5 separate regions of the Mus musculus genome follow, and all the other regions are linked to region 1. Evidence: chromatin contacts called from public promoter capture Hi-C data. All regions are on one chromosome and are shown on one strand. Each heading gives the region's core, a stretch centred on a gene start, on an enhancer-like site or on the middle of the called end of the contact. The rest is flanking DNA. Distances are from core to core; before and after follow the strand shown.

Region 1 (4,088 bases), core at 1,081-3,580:
TATGGAGAAATAAGGAAGGTGCGACCCGTGGCTGCAGTATCAGGGAGAGATCTCAGGGTAATTATTCTGTTAGAACGATGCTGGTGGGGGTGGGGGTGGGTGGAGGGAGACGCTGGCGGGGGGGGGAAAGACACACCACATGATTTGACTTATCAAATCTGTAGTATGGACAGCTAACTGCAGCCAGGTGTACCTCAGTAGAATAGTTTTCAAGGCAGAGAGAAGAAAGTTTGCAAAAGTAATGCTTGTTGCAAGTTCTCAGAACGCACTGAGTTGTGATGAACTTGCAGTCCAGTTAAATAAGTATTTTAAAAAATGTATATTCATTTAAAAAAATGTAGTAGAGTTTTGAGGAGGCAGAAAGGTTAACCAGATGGCAGGTTATCAACTCCAGGGTTCTGCTAAGGCGGATGAGTGTTTATCATTTTGATTTGTGTGTGTGTGTGTGTGTTTTGGAAGGAATGCAAAGTATTTTGTTTCAGAGTCCCGAGAGTCCTGATTTCCACACCTCCATCTGAGTTATTTGGATTCATTTGCCTGGAGATTAAACAGAGAACACAAAGGCATTAGGGAATTTCAGCATCATTAGGTGTTGGGTGAGGATCTGTGGATGGGGAAGGTCCGTTTTATTTTGTAATCACACAGTTATTCCCTTTACTAACTTTTTAATGTGCTTGTACAAATACAGTGGATTAAATTGTAAAAAATAAGATTTAAATGCCCCACATTTTAGCAGCAGAAATAATAAGATAAATTGATAGGCTTTCATGAAACCATAAAGACCCTTAAGAATTAGACACGAGAAAGATGATGGGGGAAGGCCAGGGTTTTGAAGTTATGTTGAAATGATTTTTTCCTTATAGTGAAGAATACAGGTTTTAATGTCATTCTTGCTTGAAATCTATGGCTGATCAACAGACAGAAAATTACAGTAAGATTTGCAATGAAACAGTGCCAGGTTATTTAAAAAGAAAAAAAAAACAACAACAAAAAACCTTGTTCCCCCAGGAAATGAGTTACCATGTAATTGTGATAAAATAAAAGTCTTTAATCATACGAGACACTGGTCTTTTGAAAGAGGTCATTTGAAGATATGTTGTGCACAATGATTGCCATGCCCCGGAGTCTCACAAACCTACCAGATACAATCGATTAAAATTCAAAACCCTATATTATTTTGTTTTGGATTTTTATTTGAAATTGCTTCAGTTACTCCCAATTGAAAAAGTAAATTATTGCCTTTTTTAAAGAGTAGACTAAGTACAATGATCAAGTTAGAAAAGAATAAATAAAAAATTCAAAATGAATAGAAAACTGTTTAATCATGACCTTGATACATATTTTCTATTTAAAAGCACACAAATGCCTAAGGCACACCTCCCACTAAATGACAATGTTCACAAACTCTAAACAGCAAAGTTACAGGTGTGCCTAGCTTAGTTGTGTCTGACGTAACAAATCTTTTTAATAAAATTTGCAGGAATGCTTTGTTAAAATAGCCCTCCCAAATCAACTACATAAAACCCTTTAGATAGAAAATAAGGCTAAATTATGTTACCATAAAATCACCAGCTAAAACATATTCCTTAGTTCTTAGTAACTATGGTAATAAGTGGTAGTTTATAGATGGTGGAAAGAATTATGCTAATCTTTCAATGACTCAGGGCTGGGGAAACACAACTACTTAGACCTGGGGAGAATTTAGCTAGTTTGAAAAATTAACCTAGTGGAACGAGAGAGGAGTCAGTTACAGACAAGATCCCTGAGTAAGCGTTCCAGAGTCGACATTTTCTCTCATTGTGTCTAAGTCTTACTCATTTTTCGTACTATCCTAACCACTAGCTTAAATGTTTTCTCATTCATAAGCACGATCAAAATGAGCTGAGTCTAAGAAGTCCTTTCTTGGAAGATCTTATGTACACCGCTTAAACCAGGACCCAATTTGGCCAAACCTTAAGGACATGACCTTCTAGGATCTGTCTCTGAAATCTCTGTAAAGTTAGGATATTCCTTTAGCAATGAATATGCTATCATGGGATTGTGTTAAAACCCCCTTAACTTTGACTCTGTCAGAATTTGTTAGTTGTAGAAATTCAAAATCCTCTTAAATCGGATAGTGTAAGAAAATTCTTGTTTATTTTTTTGGAAGAAAAATTATGAGTCTCCGTGACAGCCGGCAAAGCGTTCTAATCCAGATTTACCGCTAGAGGGAGACATAGTCCAGCATTTGCAACGTTTGCTGTCTTATACTTTTTTTTTTTTTTTTTTCTTTCTGCAGGAAGGTGGTTTGCTCTCAGCATCTGCAGCCACTGCTGACAGAATTGGGAGGGAGACAGAGGGAGTCAAAGCCTCCCGGTCCAGCCGTCCCATTTTACTGCTTAACTCAGCCTGGAGTGTCAGAACCCATCTTTGCCTGCCTTCTCTGTGCTTTGTACAGTGGGGCCAGTCGCTCCCAACGGCCAGCCCGCTGAGTGGAACAGGGGTCTAGGGTGGACTAGCAGGGCTCTGCCCGTTGGGGTGACTTTCGAACATTATCTTTAGTGTATTTTAACAGTACAGAGCTTGTGGTGGGACTCAGAGAGGGAGAAGCTTTGATTGCTTTTTAAAATTATTTTATTTTATTTTATTTTTTGGCTTTTTTTTTTTTTTTCTTCTGGTGATCTGGATTTGTTTCCTCGGGCCCCTCCCCTTGTTCCGTTCTTTCTCACTCCCGCCTTTGGCGAAGTGACACAGGCGACACCTGCTCGCTTGTGTCTGCTGCTGGAACTCGCACCTCCAAGGTGGTGAAGGTGCCGGCGCGCTCGTGACTTGGGGGGACAGCAGAGGGGTTCCCTCCCTTGGAGCACACGATGCGGAGAGTGGCGGCGGGTGGGATGCGAGGAGCTCTACCGGCTGCACTTGGAGGCGCGATCGAGGGGCTGCAGCTGGCCGGGAGTTGCTGCTAAGTGGACGCGACTCGACGGCGCCCAGGTGTCCGAGAGGGCACCCGCGGGACCCGAGTGCGAGCTGCGGGAACGCAGGCGTCTCCCGGGGAGGACGCCGGCCGAGCGCACAGCCCGCGAGCCTGCTCAGAACCGCTCCACACCGGGAGCCTGCAGACCTGGGAGAGCCGGGGAACTCGAGGAGTGTGCTCGGCGGCGGAGGCTGCTCTGCTGAAGGTGAATCACCGCGTCCAATTGCCTTTCCCTAGAGAACCCGGGGGAGGGCGGGAGAGGGGGAACGTGTGAGCGCGCGCGTTTGTGTGCAAGGGAGAGCCGACGCGGGGCGAGAGGAAAAGTCCTCGCTCGCCGCTCAAAGCAAACAAACCGGAGATGGAATAAGAGCGGCGGTGGCTGGAGCCCGCCTGGATCCTCGCAGTCGCGGGAGCCGAGCGCACCACCGCGCGCAGCGCATCGCCGGGGACAGCGGGCGACCGCGGGCGCCGCCGGGGGCTGCGGAGACTTTGGCTCTCCCCCTCGGTCGACGACCCTTCCGATTACTTTGACACTGTGGGATAAAGAGCAGAGCCCGGGGACCGACCTCGCGCGCTGCACCTTCCTTTTGCTTCGGGGAAGGGGGACCCCAGCTTGTAGGTGAAGACGCTGCCGAGCCCCCCTTTAGCCTTCGGAGGAGGCAGCACTCACACTCGCTCGCCCTCTGCGAACACACACCGGCGGACTTGAGGTCCCTATGCCCCTGGATGGTGCCAGCGGACCGGCATCTCGGAAGCGATGCAGGAGCGGTGAGGCTGGCGTCGGCCCGCGGAAGCTACCGGACCATCGCTAGGTGCTGCCGCCCCCGGGACGCCCGGCTGCAGGTAGGTGCGAGCCGCGCCTTCGGGGGCCTTCGGGCTTTGGGGACCACAGTGGCCGCGCGAGGTCTGCGCGCCTCCACAGCCCTCACCAGTACTGTCTCTTCCCTTGACTATCAACTGGGCCCGGGGGCAGAAACCGGCTCGTCCCAGGAGGCCAAGATGAGGGTAGCTGTGGTCCCGCAGTCGGCATCCTCCTGCCCCCTCCCCTCCCGGCAGACGGCGAGGATAGGGGCGGGGAAGAGGGACGCCCGGAGGGGGACAGAGCCATGGCAGGAGGCTTGGGGAGCAGGGTCCA
Region 2 (4,088 bases), core at 827-3,326, 990 kb after region 1:
TCTTTGTAAAATGTTTCTTGCATGTAATGGTGTACAGTTAGTGCAGGTAAGCATTCACTGTTGTGCAATCTTTGCCATGCAAAGCAGGGTTATATAAATCAAGGTCATGCTAACCAGGGCAGGTGTGGTCAATGGGTTAGCTCTCAGGGTACTAGGCTCGATGATATCTCTCTGTTTATAACATTCAATGTTATCAGCTTGAGACCATTTGGCTGTGATCATTAAGTTTCCTAAAAGAGACTTGCTTCATTTTCTGGTCTCTCATTAATGGTTTCTACTCTACAACAACTGAGGAAAGCCATGATAGCTTGATATGAGCATAGTTCAAGTATACATGAGAAATTCCAGGACCAGGAACAATGCTGTCAAAGCTTATCTTAATCTTACCTCATAAAGCATAGTCATCAATCGAGCAAACACAAAACAAACACGCAGAGGAATGCTACAGTTTTTGGAAAATGACAAGGTTTGAGGACAAATTAGTGGCAGATTATGGTTGGGGATAAAAATTAGCTAACAGAGGATAAAAACTCAGGTCATAATAGAGTCAAGAAGACCGGTGACCATGTTTATAGGACGTAATGGTTTCTCCAGAGCTTGACCTTTGATGGAGAACCAAGAAAGGGAGGGCTGATACAGCAGTCTGCCTTTACTAAGGCTTAACATGTACCTTACAGTGAGGACAAACCAGATTCATCCCTGTTTATGATTAAATCTGTCTGTAGAGGATTGGGCTAAGTCCCACCTGTAACCTTAGTTACAAGTGGTTCAGTACTGCCTATTCTAGGAAATGATGTAGAGGAATTTCAATCCAGCTACATGACTGCTCTGGCAAGGGATCACGTTCAAAGATATGATCCATCTGGAATGCAGGCATGCCATACACCTTTAATTCCTCAGTCGGGAACAAAGACAGACCCTTAGTACACACTTTTAATCCCAAACAATGGTGTTGAATTGAGAGGCAGACAAAGTGACAAATCAGAGAACGATCCGACAGAGTGAGTCCGAGATGGGATATGCCCAACTCTTATGAGAACAGACAGGAAATGGTCCTTAAATGGCAGTGAGGGAGAGAGAGTTCAGTTTAGTTCCATTCAGTTCGGAGCAGGTCAGTTGAGGGTAGTTGTGCTCAGTTGAGGGTAGTTGTGCTCAGTTGAGGGTAGTTGTGCTCAGTTGAGGGTAGTTGTGCTCAGTTGAGGGTAGTTGTGCTCAGTTCGGTTTGGAGAAGAGGAGTACGGTTCAGAGCAGTGCGGTTCATAGAGTTTCAGAGGCAGCTTTTTCCAAGCAGAGAAGCCGAGAGGAGCCAATTTGACAGAGATGATTTGGGTCAGTAGACTTTTTCCTCTCATGGCATCTTCGGTATGTGCTACTTCACGAGTATCATCTCACAGTAATAAATATGTCAAAGAGACATTTGGTTTTGATAAAAGATAGGGGCATTTTCTACTCTCTGACAAAACCTGGAATTTCACTAACTTTACATAGGCCTAATTGTAATTTAGGTCACAGTTAACCATTTTTTTCAGTCATCTTTAACTAAGACTTAAATGATTCTACCAGAATTTTATGACGCCTCTGAAGTGTCTTTCTTTGTTTTCCAGAAATCATTAACACTGATTGTATCATAGGTGTTTTTGTATTTTATCAGGAATTCAATCAAAAAGGTTTTACTTAAAAGAAATAGTCTCTCCCTAGGAGTTTAATTTTAAATGACTAGCCAAATGCTATAATGTAAATAAGTCCTTATTCAAATTTTTCTAATGCATTTATTTCTTATTTTGATTATACATGTCTATTTTTGAATACAGAATCCTAGGAAACAACCTTGCTACTTCAGGAGTTCCTTTTTCACACAGGAAATCAAATGGACAAATTCATACACAGCATTCACTGGACTACAGTATGAGGCTTAAGATTAAAAGCAAGAGCCCTGGGTTTATCACTGGCAATTAGAAGGCATTGTGAGTCGAGGGCACTTGGTTAATGTGTATTTGTTCTCAGGAAATTACAGTGCAGAGGGAACTCTGCTACCTCTGACTTGCCAATCTGTGGGGCTTTGTGTGGCCAGCCTCTCGCCCACACTCAAATTCCTTCTCTTGTTTGTCTACACGCACTTCCTGCCTCCTCCAGTTTGACTATCAAGTGTCCTTTGCTTTTGTTCAGAAGCTTTTCAAACGAAGTCCCCATGGCTTCTGATAAAATTATGTTTTTATTTTTTAAGGGTTGCCTGGGTATGTGCTAATATAAATAGTTTCTTTTTCTTGATCACACATTAGTGTTCCTCTCATTGTACCCACATTATGATATCCCCTGTATCAGACTTCATCACAAGATAATACCATAAATAGACTTGAGAAGACAGCGACATATTCAGAAATTATATTTTTGAATGTTGATTCTTTTGCTCTTCCACTAAATTTGTCCTGATTTATACTCTTTTGTTTTGTTCCAAATCAACCTGTAATTTACATAACCCATACATTCTTTTTCTCATTTATCTTGCCATTTTAAATTACCAGGTTTATAAAGGTTTTTTTTATGGTAACAACGTGTTTGCTTTACAAATATTCACTTTTGCCAAGTCCCAGCCCTTCTGAAGACAATGTTCTGTGAAACATAGAGTGTGCATTTGGAAAGTGGTGTGTAGGAGGTATTAGCACAAATCCTGTTACACATGAGCAGAAACTTTTCACCCAACTCCCTCGCAGTTCTTTGAAGATGTAGCCTTTGTATAAAAATATCTACTTGGGAGTTAACAAGCCAGAACAAATGTTTCTGCCTTCTCAAGCGTTGTCTTGTGTTTTGTAACTGAAATCAACTTTTCATACTGTTCACCCTGAATATCTGTGCTGGCGTTATTGTTTATGTTTTATATTTGCTACAAAATTAAAATTGGACTTTTTAAAGTAGAAGGAAATGCCTGCTACATTAAAAATGTTTTTCAGCGTTTCTTTTAATCTATACTTTATTTTGTGACATTATTTTAATAAATGTAAACATAAAGAAAACATTTCCAGCATATTTACATCTATTTTACACAGAGCATTTCCTGTCTGTTCCTCAAAATTCCTAAGCAATTAAAAATAATCTTAATGTGTGTATTTGTGGTCATTTATCTTTGGATGTATGCCTTTGTATAGGTGTGTGTGTGTGTGTGTGTGTGTGTGTGTGTGTGCATATGTGTGTGTGTGCATGTGTGTGTGTGTAGGCCTGAATTTTACACAGTGTGTGCTTCGCAGTCTCACTTTATTTATTGATGCAGTCTCTCATCACACTCAGAGCTTCCTGGTCTCAGTTAGTCTAGCTAGCCATCTGCTCCAGGGATTTCTTGACTCTGCATCATGAGTGCTATGATCGTGGACACCTGTCATATCTCTGTCCTTTTGAGCAATTAAAAGATCAAGCAATGACTTGAATATCTTTAATTCTTGGGTGCTTTGAGGTCCTCAGGGGAACATATTTGGAATTATTTTTTTCAGAAATATTTATAGTTCCAGCAATAAGAGATTAAATATGAAAAATCACTTGAAGACAAAACAGCCCTCCTGCTTACATCTATCCTGTAAGATTAGATCTCTATAATATATATAATTTTATAATAACATCTCTATAATATATATTATATTATACAGTGTGAGGCTTATGAGTATAGCAGACAAGTAATGATAAAGCTATGGAAATCAGTCCAATGTTGTAAATCAAAATTAAATTTTCCAGAAGTATAAAGTTAAGCTATATGGTTTTTAGAAACACATTAAAAGAGCAAGTAAACTATGTGAAATATTCATGTTATAGATCATCAGAGTGGGTGCCATGTCTAGTAATAAATATCCTTATATGAAAAATAAATGGAAAAGTGATATGAAGATTAAACAGATCATTCACACATCAGTAACACACTAAAACACAAGGACAGACACTCCATCTTTGAAGAGGGAAGGGTTGACTTTCATAAGAGCCTTCATAGTGACTAGAAGAGTGCTGACACTTTGAGTTCAGACTTTTGGCCTGAAGAAGAATGTACAGCATCCAGTCAACTCTTCTAGGAACACAGGAAAAATCAGGAAAACCAATTCAGAAATCTA
Region 3 (4,088 bases), core at 688-3,187, 920 kb after region 1:
CCTAGTCAAGCTTTAGACTCACTGTGTAATGGAGACTTGTTAAGAACTTCTAGTACCCTTGCCTCCACGACCCAGATTAGGGACCACACCATTACACCTGTTTTCTGTGTTGCTGGTGGGTGTTGAATCCAGGGCTTGGCACATGTTAAGCAAGCGCTGTGCCAACCAAGCAGCATCCCTAGCCCTCCATGTTCTTTATTCATTCCAGCCTTAGTATTCTTTGTATTCCTCCGAAGCGACTGTTATTTAAGTGATCCAGTAAGTGTTTTGTCAATAAACGAGTTTAGCATCAGAATTCCAGTGGCAGAACTATTCATCTCATTCTGTTCTTTTACTCTGTAGAAGTGGTTTGCTTTTGTTTCAGTTGTGCTGTTTGTATATCTACTCAAAAGTGTAGCAAAATGGAGGCAACTGTTATTAAATGTGGGATATACTCTGTGATGCTTTACATAGGGCATGAGAAGAATATGACTTGTCTGTTGTGCATGTTGTACTTAGAATGGGCTCATATGTAACTGTCAATTAGCATATATATATATGTATGTATGCATACATACATATATATGAAAATTATGTGAGATGAAAATATACAAATATGTTTACTGTGGAGTCATGTTCATAGCCAGTATGTAGTAGTAAACATGAGAATACTTTTTTTTTTGGTTGCTGTTGTTTTTGTTTCTATTGTGATATTGTCCCTTTCTTCAGACTATAAAGACATCTTGTTAATTTTTATCCTAGAGAAGATCTCAGTGCATCACATGTAAGCCTGGTAATTCACATATTGGAATGTTATTGCAAAAAAATTAAAGAAAGCTGGATCAGAAGTATGACAGAAATAAAACTCAGTTCCGTTTGACGTTGCTTGTAATTATTTAAATAGAATAGTATACAATTATATGTCAACCAATTACTATAATTTCTAAACTGCATACCTAGGAAACCACCTATTAGTTTCAGCTTTTAAATGAAACTAAAGAGAATTAAAGCAAATACTTTTGGTGGGGAGTGGGAGGGTAAGCCCTTTGGGGTGGCAGTGGGAAGGTAGCATATCAAATATCCTGCATATTAGACATTTATATTATAATTTTTATATGGGTAGTAGAAGCTCCTGGTGAAGAATTGTATCAAAGGGTGGCAGCATTAGAAAGGTTAAAAAATACTGACTCAAACACAAGTAAATTGTGCTCAGAATGGTCTAGCTTTGCCTTTGAATTTGGTATTTCTTCCTTTCTTCCTGTAACTTACTTTGTGTCTGCTTGCTTCTCCTCCTCCCCTGCAAATGGGTATAAATGTGACACAGGACATTTGATTTAATTGAATACTATTCAAATACTTTGTCCCCCACTATTCTAATTTCCTAACACTAGATGAGGGACGGCTGAAGAAATTCTGCAAACGTGAACTCATTTCCTCAAATTTTGTAATTGCCTTCCAGGGAGATATTAAAGGTGTGAAAAATTAATCTAAAAAGATAAATGGGTGGAAAATATACTGAGCAACGAGGAATTAGATTTTAAAGGATGCTCACACATGGTTTCTAATAGAGTATTATCTTTGTTATTCTTTTACGTAAAGTTTTTTTTTTTTTAAACAGTGTCTGACCTATGATAACCAATGTACTGGGTGCTAATATAAAACATGTGGAATTATTATCCCTGTATTTTTTTTTAAACAAAGGAGATATAAAAGCAACATTTACGAAGAATAAAAACCTCTATTTTCTCTATTCAGTAAGCACATATGGTAGAGCTTTAATGATTTTTGCTACCATGAGATGTGAAAATTACCTTCCTTTCATTGATTTACTTTTACAAAGTAAACATTCTTACAGTGGTAATAATTTCTTCTTAAATGGGAACTCTCTTAGTTGATTCAACTGTCAGTTAGACACAGGCCAGACTTCTTTGAGGGAATACCTCTGGGGTGTTCTCTTGATCAGACTTGGCCTGGGATCATGCTCCATAGGGGAGGGTGTGGGTGTTCCTGGTTTGTATAAGAGATCTCCCTGCCCAGGAATGGCAGGGGAGGGACAATAAGCAGGGTTCTCCTGTGATTTCTGCTTCAAGCAACTGCTTTGACTCTTTCCTTCTTTCCCTCATGGAAGGATTGTGACCTGGACATATAATAAACCCCTTCCTCCCTAGGTTATTTGTGGACAGAGAGTTTAATCATAGCAGTAGAGAAAGCACACTAGAATAATCCCTAAAGACTGGGATATTGCCTGAAAATTAATTTTCATAAGCTCTATCCAGTTTTACTGAGGCATACTTGGCTAATAAAATCTTATTGCATACAACACAATGTTTTGATAAGAATATTCATTTTGAAATGATTAGCACGATCAGGATAAAAACCAACCTATCTTCTCAATGTGTCCTCTTTTGTTTGTGTAATGGGCATGCCAGTGCCTGGCAAATACAGAAGTGGATGCTCACAGTCATAAGATGGAACACAGGGCCATCCTTTTGTCCCAGCTCCAAATTTTGTCTCTGTAACTCCTTTCATGGGTGTTTTGTTCCCAATTCTAAGAAGGGGCAAAGTGTCCAAACTTTGGTCTTCGTTCTTCTTGAGTTTCATGGATCTAGCAAATTGAATCTTATATCTTGGGTATCCTAAGTTTCTGGGCTAATATCCACTTATCAGTGAGTACATGTTGTGTGAGTTCCTTTGTGAAGCAAACACAGAAGTGGATGCTCACAGTCAGCTATTGGATGGATCACAGGGCCCCCAATGGAGGAGCTAGAGAAAGTACCCAAGGAGCTAAAGAGAACTGCAACCCTATAGGTGGATCAACAATATGAACTAACCAGTACCCCGGAGCTCTTGTCTCTAGCTACATATGTATCAAAAGATGGCCTAGTTGGCCATCACTGGAAAGAGAGGCCCATTGGACTTGCAAACTTTATATGCCCCAGTACAGGGGAATGCCAGGGCCAAAAAGTGGGAGTGGGTGGGTAGGGGAGTGGGGGTGGGTGGGTATGGGGGACTTTTGGGATAGCATTGGAAATGTAAATGAGAAAGATACCTAATAAAAAATTAAAAAAAAAAGATGGAACACAAGGCCACCAATGGAGAAGCTAGAGAAAGCACCCAAGGAGCTGAAGGGGTCTGCAATCCTATAGGTGGAACAACAATATGAATTAATCAGTACCCCGAGAGCTCGTATCTCTAGCTGCATATGTAGCAGAAGATGGCCTAGTCGGCTATCACTGGGAAGAGAGGCCCCTTGGTATTGCAAACCCCAGTACGGGGAAATGCCAGGTCCAAGAAGCTGGAATGGGTGGGTAGGGGAGCAGGGAGGAGGGAGGGTATAGGGAACTTTCGGGATAGCATTTGAAATGTATATAAAGAAAATATCTAATAAAAAATAAATTAATTAAAAAAAATCTCTTCGCAGATATGGAGTATGTGACTCAGTGTGATGAACTTAGGTCAGCAAAATCTACCATGGATCTGCCCAGTTTCCATCCCAAAGTAAAGGAAGCTGTATCCCAAGCAGCCTCTTTCTGTTTCCCTGGGGCTCCCCACAAAGGCTTTTCTGTACTCTTCTTCTGCCTTGCTTACATTCTATGCATAAGAGAGGACTTGGAGGAGTTGGATTTTCAAGCAGGGTTTCTCTCTGTGGCCTTGGCTGTCCTGCAACTCCCTCTATAGACCAGGTTTGCTTAAACTCAGAGATGAGCCTGATTCTGCCTCCCTAATGTGAATAGGAAAGTCTTGTGCAGACACCAAAACAACTTGGCTTTTGTGCTTTGTTCTCCATTCATTACACTGAGCATATTACCTTCAGGGGTCCCCTGTGGCAATGCAAGTGAAATTTCTCTCTTTGTAAGGCTGAAAGAATATTCTACTAACTAATAGATAGTACATTATGTGATGCACATACACATAATGTTATATATATATATATATATATATATATACATATATATATATATATATATATATCATACACATAATGTAATGTTATATATGTGTGTGTGTATGTGTGTGTGTGTGTGTGTGTGTGTGTGTGTTCTGTATTCTTCCCTTCCCAATGGTTATTGGATAATTTACAATGACTTCCATGGTTATAGCAATATCAC
Region 4 (4,088 bases), core at 879-3,378, 890 kb after region 1:
TCTCTTGAAGTACCACACATGGCCACATTGTCTTGAGTTCCTTAATCCTGTAAAAGACTTCCAGAAGCCAACAGGAAAAACAAAACAAAATCATTTATGTGGCATGGAACATGCAAAGAGAGAGTATACAACTTGTCTCCACAGCAACTGCTTAGGTCGTACTTCTGACATTTCTGCATAAATGGGATTATAATGCAGAGTGACTCTAGTAGTCCATCACATCTAATTTCTCTCTGGGAAGTTCATGGTTTCTGAAATGTTCTGAAGAACTGTTTGTTTTCTTGTATAAAGGCTAAACTTTCTATGGAGAAATTTTTTTACATCCATATTTTATAGATTCTTATATCTTTCTAATATTAATATACTACTATGATTATATTTCAAGTCAGGCCTTATAAACCGTTTTTATTAGCCTGGAAATACAATTTTATAATATGACAGATCACATAGCAATATAAACTCATCATTTTCGATGGGAGGCCATTAAAAATTCCTCATCTTTTACAGTTTGAGTCAGTTTTACTATCTGCAATGTCAAACCTCTCAAATTTCTAAATTTCCATAATGATTTCAGTTCAATGAATACGTTAATGTTCCATGTGATGCTTCAAATCCCACAGTGGCTAAACGAGGATAGGCAGTAAACGTGTATCCCAAATTCATCAAAATGTTTGTTTTTGATGTCTTTATTTAAACCTCTCGTGTTTCCTAAGTCTGGTGTGGATTTCTAGAACTCCAGAGTCAATGATTATTAAGTTATTAAATCAAGGTTCAATTTCCTAATAAAATTTTTGGATATTGCCAAAAGGAATTATTATTTAGGATTACCTAAGGCAGGTAGTCTGTGGAAAGACAGACAGCAAGAGAAGTGACTGATCAATGTTACATTGGTCAAGCAGCATGCATATCAGAATAGATCATAAACAGTGATTAAGATGGTGTGCAAATTCTTAGGACCTGGAGTGTGTCCTTTGCATAACCTGTCCTTTTCAACTTTGGTGTGAGAAGTAATGGGATATCATTTGTGTAGTTTTGTGAGTTTACATAGGAAAACTGAAGGATAAAAACGGAGAGTGATTAACTAGTTTCTTACTGAAACTGGAAAGTAACCAAGGTTTGTGGTAAAGTCTCTCACTTGCCTTCTCTGAGCTTGGAACATCTGTCTCATCTTGAGTCATGAGGGATGCTCCCAGGTACAAGAGAACTTGTGTGGAACCAGAAGAAAGAGAGATAAAATACCTACCAGGTGTTTCTGATGCTAGAATATTTAAGGGAACAGACAAACATTCCTAGGTAATATAGAAAGTAAATGGCAGAGCCAGGAGTCAGTCTAGGTCTGTCCTACTTGGGAGATCTACACTCAGTCACTACATTTTTCTCAGCTGAATCTCAAGTGCTATGGTCCTCACTTCTATGCCTATGATGCTTAAAATTCACAGCACACATTTAATGTATTCCTTTATATCAAAGATTGGTACTATAGAAATTATCTTTCTCATATAATTTCATATATGAGTACTCTAGTTGTATTATTTCTGCTCCCCATTCCATAACCTCTTCTCTAACTGTTAAGTAGTCCCACTGAATTCATTTAGTGTTGCTCATGGGTATATATGTTTTGGGCAGACCCATTTGACTTAGGATACGAGCTTATCACTTTCTCAGAAGCTGTTAATTTCCTGTAGCTTTCCATCTAGAAGTAGGGCCTTATGAGTTTTGCCCCATCCATATTGACATGTTAATTGGTGTCATTTTATAGGTCCTGTGCAGACAACTGTATTGCTGAGATCTCAAGAGTGTTACTTTGCTGTCAACTGGAAGACATACTCTCACTGCAGGCATTCTGGGCCCCTGGTTATTAAAATCTTTCCAAGTGCTCTTCTGCAATGTTCTATGAATTTTACATGTAGAGGTGATATTGTGTATATATATATATATATATATATCGATTTGGGTTGTGCACCCCATGGTCAATTGTTTTCTGCATTTTAACCCCCTTCCTATTCTCCCAGACCCTTCACCTCACAACTCTTGAGCCTATCTTCCTCCTGTTTACCTCAGAGAAGGGGAGACCTCCCTTGGCATATCAAGTTACAGTATCTTCCTCCTGTTTACCTCAGAGAAGGGGAGACCTGCCTTGGCATATCAAGTTACAGTAGGACTAGGTGCACTTCTTTTACTGAGGCTAGGCAAGGCAGTTCAGTTAGGAAAAGGGGATCCAAAGGCAAACAACAGAGTCAGAGACAGCTGCTCCTTCATGATAAAAGTCTTCGAGAGAGATCGGGATACAAGGTGGCATACCTAAAGTCAACGAAGGCAATATACAGCAAGCCAATAGCCAACATCAGAGTAAATGGAGAGAATATTAAAGCAATTCCCCTAAAACCAGGGAAAATACAATGCTGCTCACTCTCTCCATATCTATCCAATATAGTACTTAATATTCTAGCTAGATTGATAAAATAACTAAAGGAAATTAAGGGGATACAAAGTGGAAAGGAAGAAGTCAAGGTACTGGTATTCACAGATGATGTGATGAAATACATAAATGACCCCCAAAATTTCAACCAGGGAATTCCTACAGCTGATAGAGACCTTTAGCCAAGTACCTGCATACAACAGAACTAAAAATAAAAATGAGTGGCCTTTCTTTATACAAATAATAAACAGGCTAAGGAAAAAACTAGGAAACCAACACCATTCACAATAGCCACAAATAATATAACATATCTTGGTGCAACTCTAACCAAGCAAGTAAAAGACCTGTATGACAAGAACTTCAAGTCTTTGAAGAAAAAAATGACAAGATATCAGAGGATGGAAAGATATCCTATGCTTGTTGATTAACATAGTTAAATGGCCATTTTACCAAAAGCAATATAAGATTGAATGCACTCTAATAGAGTGGAAGTAAGAAATATCCTTCAACACATTAGCACAGGAGATAATTTCCTGAACAGAACACCAAAGTTCAGTCACCAAGATAAAAAATTAATAAATGGGGTCTCATGAAACTGAAAAGCTTCTATAAGGACACCATCAGTAGGACAAAATGACAGCCTATAGCATGGGAAAAGATATTCACCAACATCACCCTATATCTGACAGGGATGATATTCAAAATATATAAAGAACTCAAGAAATTAGACTCCAACAAATCAAATAGCCCAATTAAAAATGAGGTACCTAGCTAAACAATATTATCAATAGAAGAGTCTGTAATGGCTGAGAAGCACTTAGAGAAATGTTCGGTGTCCTTAGTAATCAGGGAAATGCAAATTAAAACAACTGAGATTCTAGCTTATACCTGTCAGAATGGCTAAGATAGAAATCTCAGGAGCCAGCTCATGCTGACAAGGATGTGGGCAAGGGGGACACTCCTTCATTGCTGGTGGGAGTGCAAACTTGGGTAACCACTTTGGAAATGAATTTGGTGGTGGTTTCTCAGAAAATCGGGAATTGTTCTACATCAAGATCCAGCTCTATCACTTCTGAGCATATACCCAAATGATGTTCCATCATACCACAAGGATACCTGTCTTAAGAACTGAATAGTTTCTTTTGTTTGTTTGTTTGTTTTGTATCATTGCTTGATAAAGAGAAAAATTTGAGTCAATGAGGTATCCTTTGTTTCCTAAATTATCTATGTGTCTTTGTAAGGATTCCTCTTTTAGTGGCACCAGAAAAAATAAATGCAACCTTTGTTAGTGATTGGAAGACCTGAGAACAGTGTAGAATCTATCCAAGATGTTCTTTGATTTTATATCTCTTTTATGAGAAAATTAATTTCATCCTGAGGATGGGTTCAGTAGATATTTTTTATGATAGACTATCTGGATGACTCTGGCAAAGCCTGGGTGAATCATTTCAAAGGCAATTTGTCTTCTGCTTTTTTACTTAGTAGGTGTATAAGTGAAAATATGAATTTTTACCTGCAAAGTATCCTTTGCATCCTTAGGTACTCAAAACTGGGTATGATGCTATTTACTTCTCTAGCATTGTTATGAAGCAGGTATAGCCTGATAGTTTATATAGCTTATGCTAAATGAGAACTAAAGTAATCATATCCTTATAATCAATCCAATTAA
Region 5 (4,088 bases), core at 775-3,274, 580 kb after region 1:
GAGACAGAAGATACTTGACCCATGCCACTTTCGGGATTGTAGACTGATGTCTGGGCATAAAAATCTGCATCTGAATATACATGGAACAAGACTAACCCACATCAATGGAATGTTCCCCAGTGTCTAAAACTCACTCTCTAGCTCGAGTCAAGGGAATACTATAGATGTCTTAGGCATCCATTTCTCAAAACTGTTGTCTGCTCTCTCAATCCTCACATCGTAAGGCCCAGCACTTCCAGAGCTCTAGTTTATATAGCTACCATATTACCTTCAACTGCTCTTTAACCAATATTAGTTTAATTATAATTTCACTGTTCTTTGCTTTTCTGATTTGTATCTCTCATGTCTGCCTTAATCTTCGTTATAAAGTCATTTACGCCTTGCCTGGCACAGAATGGAATGGTCAATATTCATTTGCAAATGATAAAATAAAGGACTCACTAAAACCTCACTGAATGATGTGAAAAGTGTTTCTTGAAACAAATTTTCTCTCATTGGCTCGCATAGAATTATGTCACAGGGACCTTCACAATACAAACAGTCACAGCTAAAATCTCACTCCAAATAACAATGATGAAAAATTTTCTATTGGACATATAAATTACAGGGCTCATTATACCTTTATTTTTCTGCTCTTCCTGGCAATAGACTGCAAAGCCCTCTGAAGGCAGGGGCTGCATCTATGTTTCTCTCTGGTGTATTGCTAGTTCTTAGAGTTTCGTGGTAAAATTTGAGATTTTTCTTACAGGCTTTGAAATCACCACTTTCAGAAACATTAGAAGCCTGCACATGCTGTCAGACTTGATACTAGAGGTGTCTGTCGTTGTTGCACAGTGCTATATCAACATGGGTCAAAACTGTGTATGGGCAGAGCTTCTTGAGGCCATCACAGTTTTCCATGCAAGAAATTAGGATGGCTCAGGTCAGAGTGGATGGGGGTGGAGACCCAAACACAGGACAGATTGACGGTGTCTGTGGTGGGATAACCCATGCAGGTGGGCAGCAAGTTCTGAGGGATAAAAAGGGCGTCTGAATGGACTGTTACTGTCCTTAGCAACATGAATTCTATGGACATAGCTTCTGATGATTGCTGATTTTATATATGTGTGTTCAGGAAAGAGGTTATCAAGGCAATATTACTAAAACATCTTTTTATAGAGACACCAGAACATTTAAGTGGAATTAGCAGCCATGTTTCAAGTAGGATTTTTTTTTTCCAAATAAATTTTAGTAACAGCTTACAGAGACATAGTTGACAAGCTGAAAAAAAAACCTGTACACATTTTGATGAGTTTTGACATGTGCCTATTTTCATGATACCATCCCCACCCCCAGAAAGTTCTGTGTGTTTGCCTTTTGTAAACTAGCAATGCTCAATGAAGTATCTCCTTTTTGAAGAGTACAGAAACATTATTAAATACAGCTGTGTGTTACACAACACGTTTCTACAAGGTACCATCTTACATAGCAGAAATGTTACTTCCATGTATTAGTAAATAGATATTTCTCTTTACCTCAAATCCTAGCAAATACCTCTGTCTGCTTAGAGGCCATTTTTACATCATCCAATTTCAGTGCATAATCAAAACATTAATTGGATTTGGCATATACCTAGGTATAAAGATACTTAATTTATGTATCTTTATTAGTATCTGTATCAAAGATAAAGATACTTTGTTTTCTGTGTGCAAGAAATGAGTTATCCAGTACATTTTGGAATAAACCACTTGGATTCTCTCCTTCCTTTTCCCTGGGTAGATGAAGAGACGAAGTTGGGGTCAGATACTGAAAAGGATCTATGACTTCTACAGTTAGATGGTTGGCTTATCTAGAGTGAGAAAATATGAGGCCAAGGAAATCTCTGACATCCAAAGACAAACAGTACTTCATCAACAAAGTGCAGCTGGGAACAGAAGAAAGAGAAAGGCAAAACTGTGAAAATGCTCAGTATGGGACTAGGCAGCTTGGTGGGTAGCCCTATTTAGGAGAACAAAAAGAACAAACTAAGGAAGAATGCAAGCTGAGTTCCCTCTGGAGGAGGAGGGGACGAGAGACCTACAGTGCATGGAGCTGCACTCCATGACAGGTGGTAAGCAAGATGTTTGCATTCACTTCAAGTTTAGTCCTTGTTATATTCCTGTGCTAGGTTTCATTTCTATTTTGATAGCAGACCCAGGCTGCCTCCATCACTTGCTTATGTTCACACATTACTGAGTGGCAGAGGCTGGACCGGTTCCCAGGCTTGTCAAATTCTAAAGTGTCTTTTTTTTTTTTTTTTTTAAACATTATCCTGCTGTTGCCAACTAAGATTCCCTGGGAGACAGACAGGTAACACAAATGAGCAAAACTGGGTGGAGGATCAGGCAGTGGGGGTGAAGGATCCTGTGAAGAGTGGAAAGTACTTGCTTCCGTTACAAAGGGCAGCTGCATTTAGCACCGGAGGAAGATGCTGGCATGCGGAGGGGCGTGGGCTCAGTGTTGTCAGATCTTCAGACTTCAGAAGACAAACTGAGAATTCGTGTTTTCACGTGAAAACTCTTAATTTGTACATGCCGCTAATTAATTCAGTATTTCAGAAAGATTCCAAGAGTGATCAGGCAAAAGTCCTCTCAAGGCTGAGCCCAGCTGGCGACTGCAGTTCAGCTAGCGACACGTTTCACACACTGCTGGAGGGAATCGCTGGGTAGTTAGTACACTAAGCCCTTGTGACATCATGGCTAGAGGCACTGTAAATGCAGAGACATTCAGACAGTCGTAGTCATGCCAAAACAGGTAATGGGAATGGGTGAATAAGGAAAACAAAGCCCTCTGCACCTGTGGGTGGAGGGATGCTGGCAGGAGCCAGGATGGAAGTAAACAGCTTGCATATTCAATGGTCCCTGCTTAATGGAATTTTTTTGCTTCCTGTGGCTTCAGGTACCCACAGTTGACTCTGGTTTGTGAATACTAAATTGGCCACTCGAGTGGCTTTTCTACAGCATGTTGTTGTAACGGTACTCTCGAGTTATTAGTTAGCATTGTTAGTACATTTCTGTGCCTCAGCTCTAAACTGCGTGTTTTCATAGCATTGAAGTAGGAAATACAATGGTGCATACAAATTCCAGTACTCTGCTGTCTTAGGCATCTAATCAGGGTCTTGCCTTCTATCTTCTACATGAGGAGGACGACTCTCAAAATGTCTGGGAAGGCAGTCAGCTACAATTAAAAACAGCAGTTGCTTAAAATGATCCATGCAAGGAGAACTTATACAACAGCAATCTGCAAACACTAGAAATTAGATTTTTTTTTCAAGTTTTACGTCTGGTTTGCCAGCACAGGCCTATTTATAACTTATGAAAACAATTGAGTGTTTGCTAAATAAGGCATTTAAAATGTACTTACACTATAATTTTGTTAGCCTCTAATAAGCCATATGTCTCTCAAGTATCTACTTAATAAATATTCATGGATTAGTGCATGTTAGCTCATCTTGTCATTTCCATGTGGACAATGTGGCAAGGATGAGATTCTGATGGAAGTTATAGAGGGAAAAACAGAAAAACCCATATGTGAAGCATGGAATTTCTGAGTCTAATACCTGCTCATCCTATAATCTCTGTGGACACTAGGCACAAATGCAGTTCTGAGAACATATCTGTAGGATGCTGTGATGTTTCCGCTGTAGCATTCCGGATAGCCCGTATGTGTGTGTCTAGTGCAGTTTTTGTTTACTCAGTAGACAGACAGATGTTTGATGGTGATAAGCTGTCTTACTCTATGCTTGCTCCCGAGGGCTGGTGTAAGAGCTGAGCTCATTGGTAGACGTGAAGTGGAGATTGGATACTTGTATTGCTTGTCTCTAATCATAAAAGCAATTTATTTGTTTTATATTGAAAAGAGATACCATCTGTGGTATTATTTCCTTCATTGAATTTAAGATTGATTTTTATGCTGTTCAGTTACAAGCACCATAAACTCTCCTGTGACCTTGTGCTCTTGTCTCATGAAAACCTACTTGGCTACACTCTAGGTATTATTGACAATACATAATGCATTGCTAAGTCATTGAAAATATGCCACTAGGCTTTGCTCCAAAGACTTGTGTGGAT

Evidence for each region. Promoter capture Hi-C pulls out the DNA fragments that hold promoters and counts their contacts.
Region 2: a promoter capture Hi-C map of hippocampal neurons shows a contact between it and region 1, with 5 times the contacts expected there. The contact joins the enhancer-like site here to the promoter of Tafa2 in region 1. A contact is called at or near these places in 9 of 39 promoter capture datasets (the C10 cell line, cranial neural crest, embryonic stem cells and 6 more), 1 of 115 datasets of contacts at active chromatin or transcription factors (neural tube) and 1 of 9 other capture datasets (embryonic stem cells).
Region 3: a contact with region 1 is called in a promoter capture Hi-C map of second pharyngeal arch cranial neural crest, with 4 times the contacts expected there. The contact joins the enhancer-like site here to the promoter of Tafa2 in region 1. A contact is called at or near these places in 6 of 39 promoter capture datasets (cranial neural crest, embryonic stem cells, hippocampal neurons and 2 more), 3 of 115 datasets of contacts at active chromatin or transcription factors (craniofacial prominence, embryonic hindbrain and embryonic midbrain) and 1 of 9 other capture datasets (embryonic stem cells).
Region 4: a contact with region 1 is called in a promoter capture Hi-C map of stem cell-derived epiblast-like cells, with 5 times the contacts expected there. The contact joins the enhancer-like site here to the promoter of Tafa2 in region 1. A contact is called at or near these places in 7 of 39 promoter capture datasets (cranial neural crest, embryonic stem cells, hippocampal neurons and 3 more) and 4 of 115 datasets of contacts at active chromatin or transcription factors (craniofacial prominence, embryonic forebrain, neural tube and 1 more).
Region 5: a promoter capture Hi-C map of hippocampal neurons shows a contact between it and region 1, with 3 times the contacts expected there. The contact joins the enhancer-like site here to the promoter of Tafa2 in region 1. A contact is called at or near these places in 4 of 39 promoter capture datasets (the C10 cell line, hippocampal neurons, liver and 1 more), 1 of 484 Hi-C or Micro-C datasets (cerebral cortex) and 1 of 115 datasets of contacts at active chromatin or transcription factors (embryonic forebrain).

What each region holds. Positions count from the first base shown.
Region 1 is chr10:123,261,746-123,265,833 of GRCm38.p6, forward strand. Tafa2 (TAFA chemokine like family member 2) reads left to right here and starts at 2,331. Exons shown (of 5, transcript NM_001252387.1): 1 at 2,331-3,796.
Region 2 is chr10:124,247,500-124,251,587 of GRCm38.p6, forward strand. No RefSeq gene overlaps it. Among named protein-coding and RNA genes, the nearest start is that of Gm40794, 710 kb to the left of the region's middle. Within about 2 kb of position 2,077, at least 23 of the 459 cell types and tissues checked have an H3K27ac peak or open chromatin away from gene starts, as enhancers often do. A contact at or near this core is called in hippocampal neurons, where this site is marked.
Region 3 is chr10:124,182,059-124,186,146 of GRCm38.p6, forward strand. No RefSeq gene overlaps it. Among named protein-coding and RNA genes, the nearest start is that of Gm40794, 650 kb to the left of the region's middle. Within about 2 kb of position 1,938, at least 1 of the 459 cell types and tissues checked has an H3K27ac peak or open chromatin away from gene starts, as enhancers often do. A contact at or near this core is called in second pharyngeal arch cranial neural crest, where this site is marked.
Region 4 is chr10:124,147,348-124,151,435 of GRCm38.p6, forward strand. No RefSeq gene overlaps it. Among named protein-coding and RNA genes, the nearest start is that of Gm40794, 610 kb to the left of the region's middle. Within about 2 kb of position 2,129, at least 3 of the 459 cell types and tissues checked have an H3K27ac peak or open chromatin away from gene starts, as enhancers often do. A contact at or near this core is called in stem cell-derived epiblast-like cells, where this site is marked.
Region 5 is chr10:123,837,982-123,842,069 of GRCm38.p6, forward strand. No RefSeq gene overlaps it. Among named protein-coding and RNA genes, the nearest start is that of Gm40794, 300 kb to the left of the region's middle. Within about 2 kb of position 2,025, at least 21 of the 459 cell types and tissues checked have an H3K27ac peak or open chromatin away from gene starts, as enhancers often do. A contact at or near this core is called in hippocampal neurons, where this site is marked.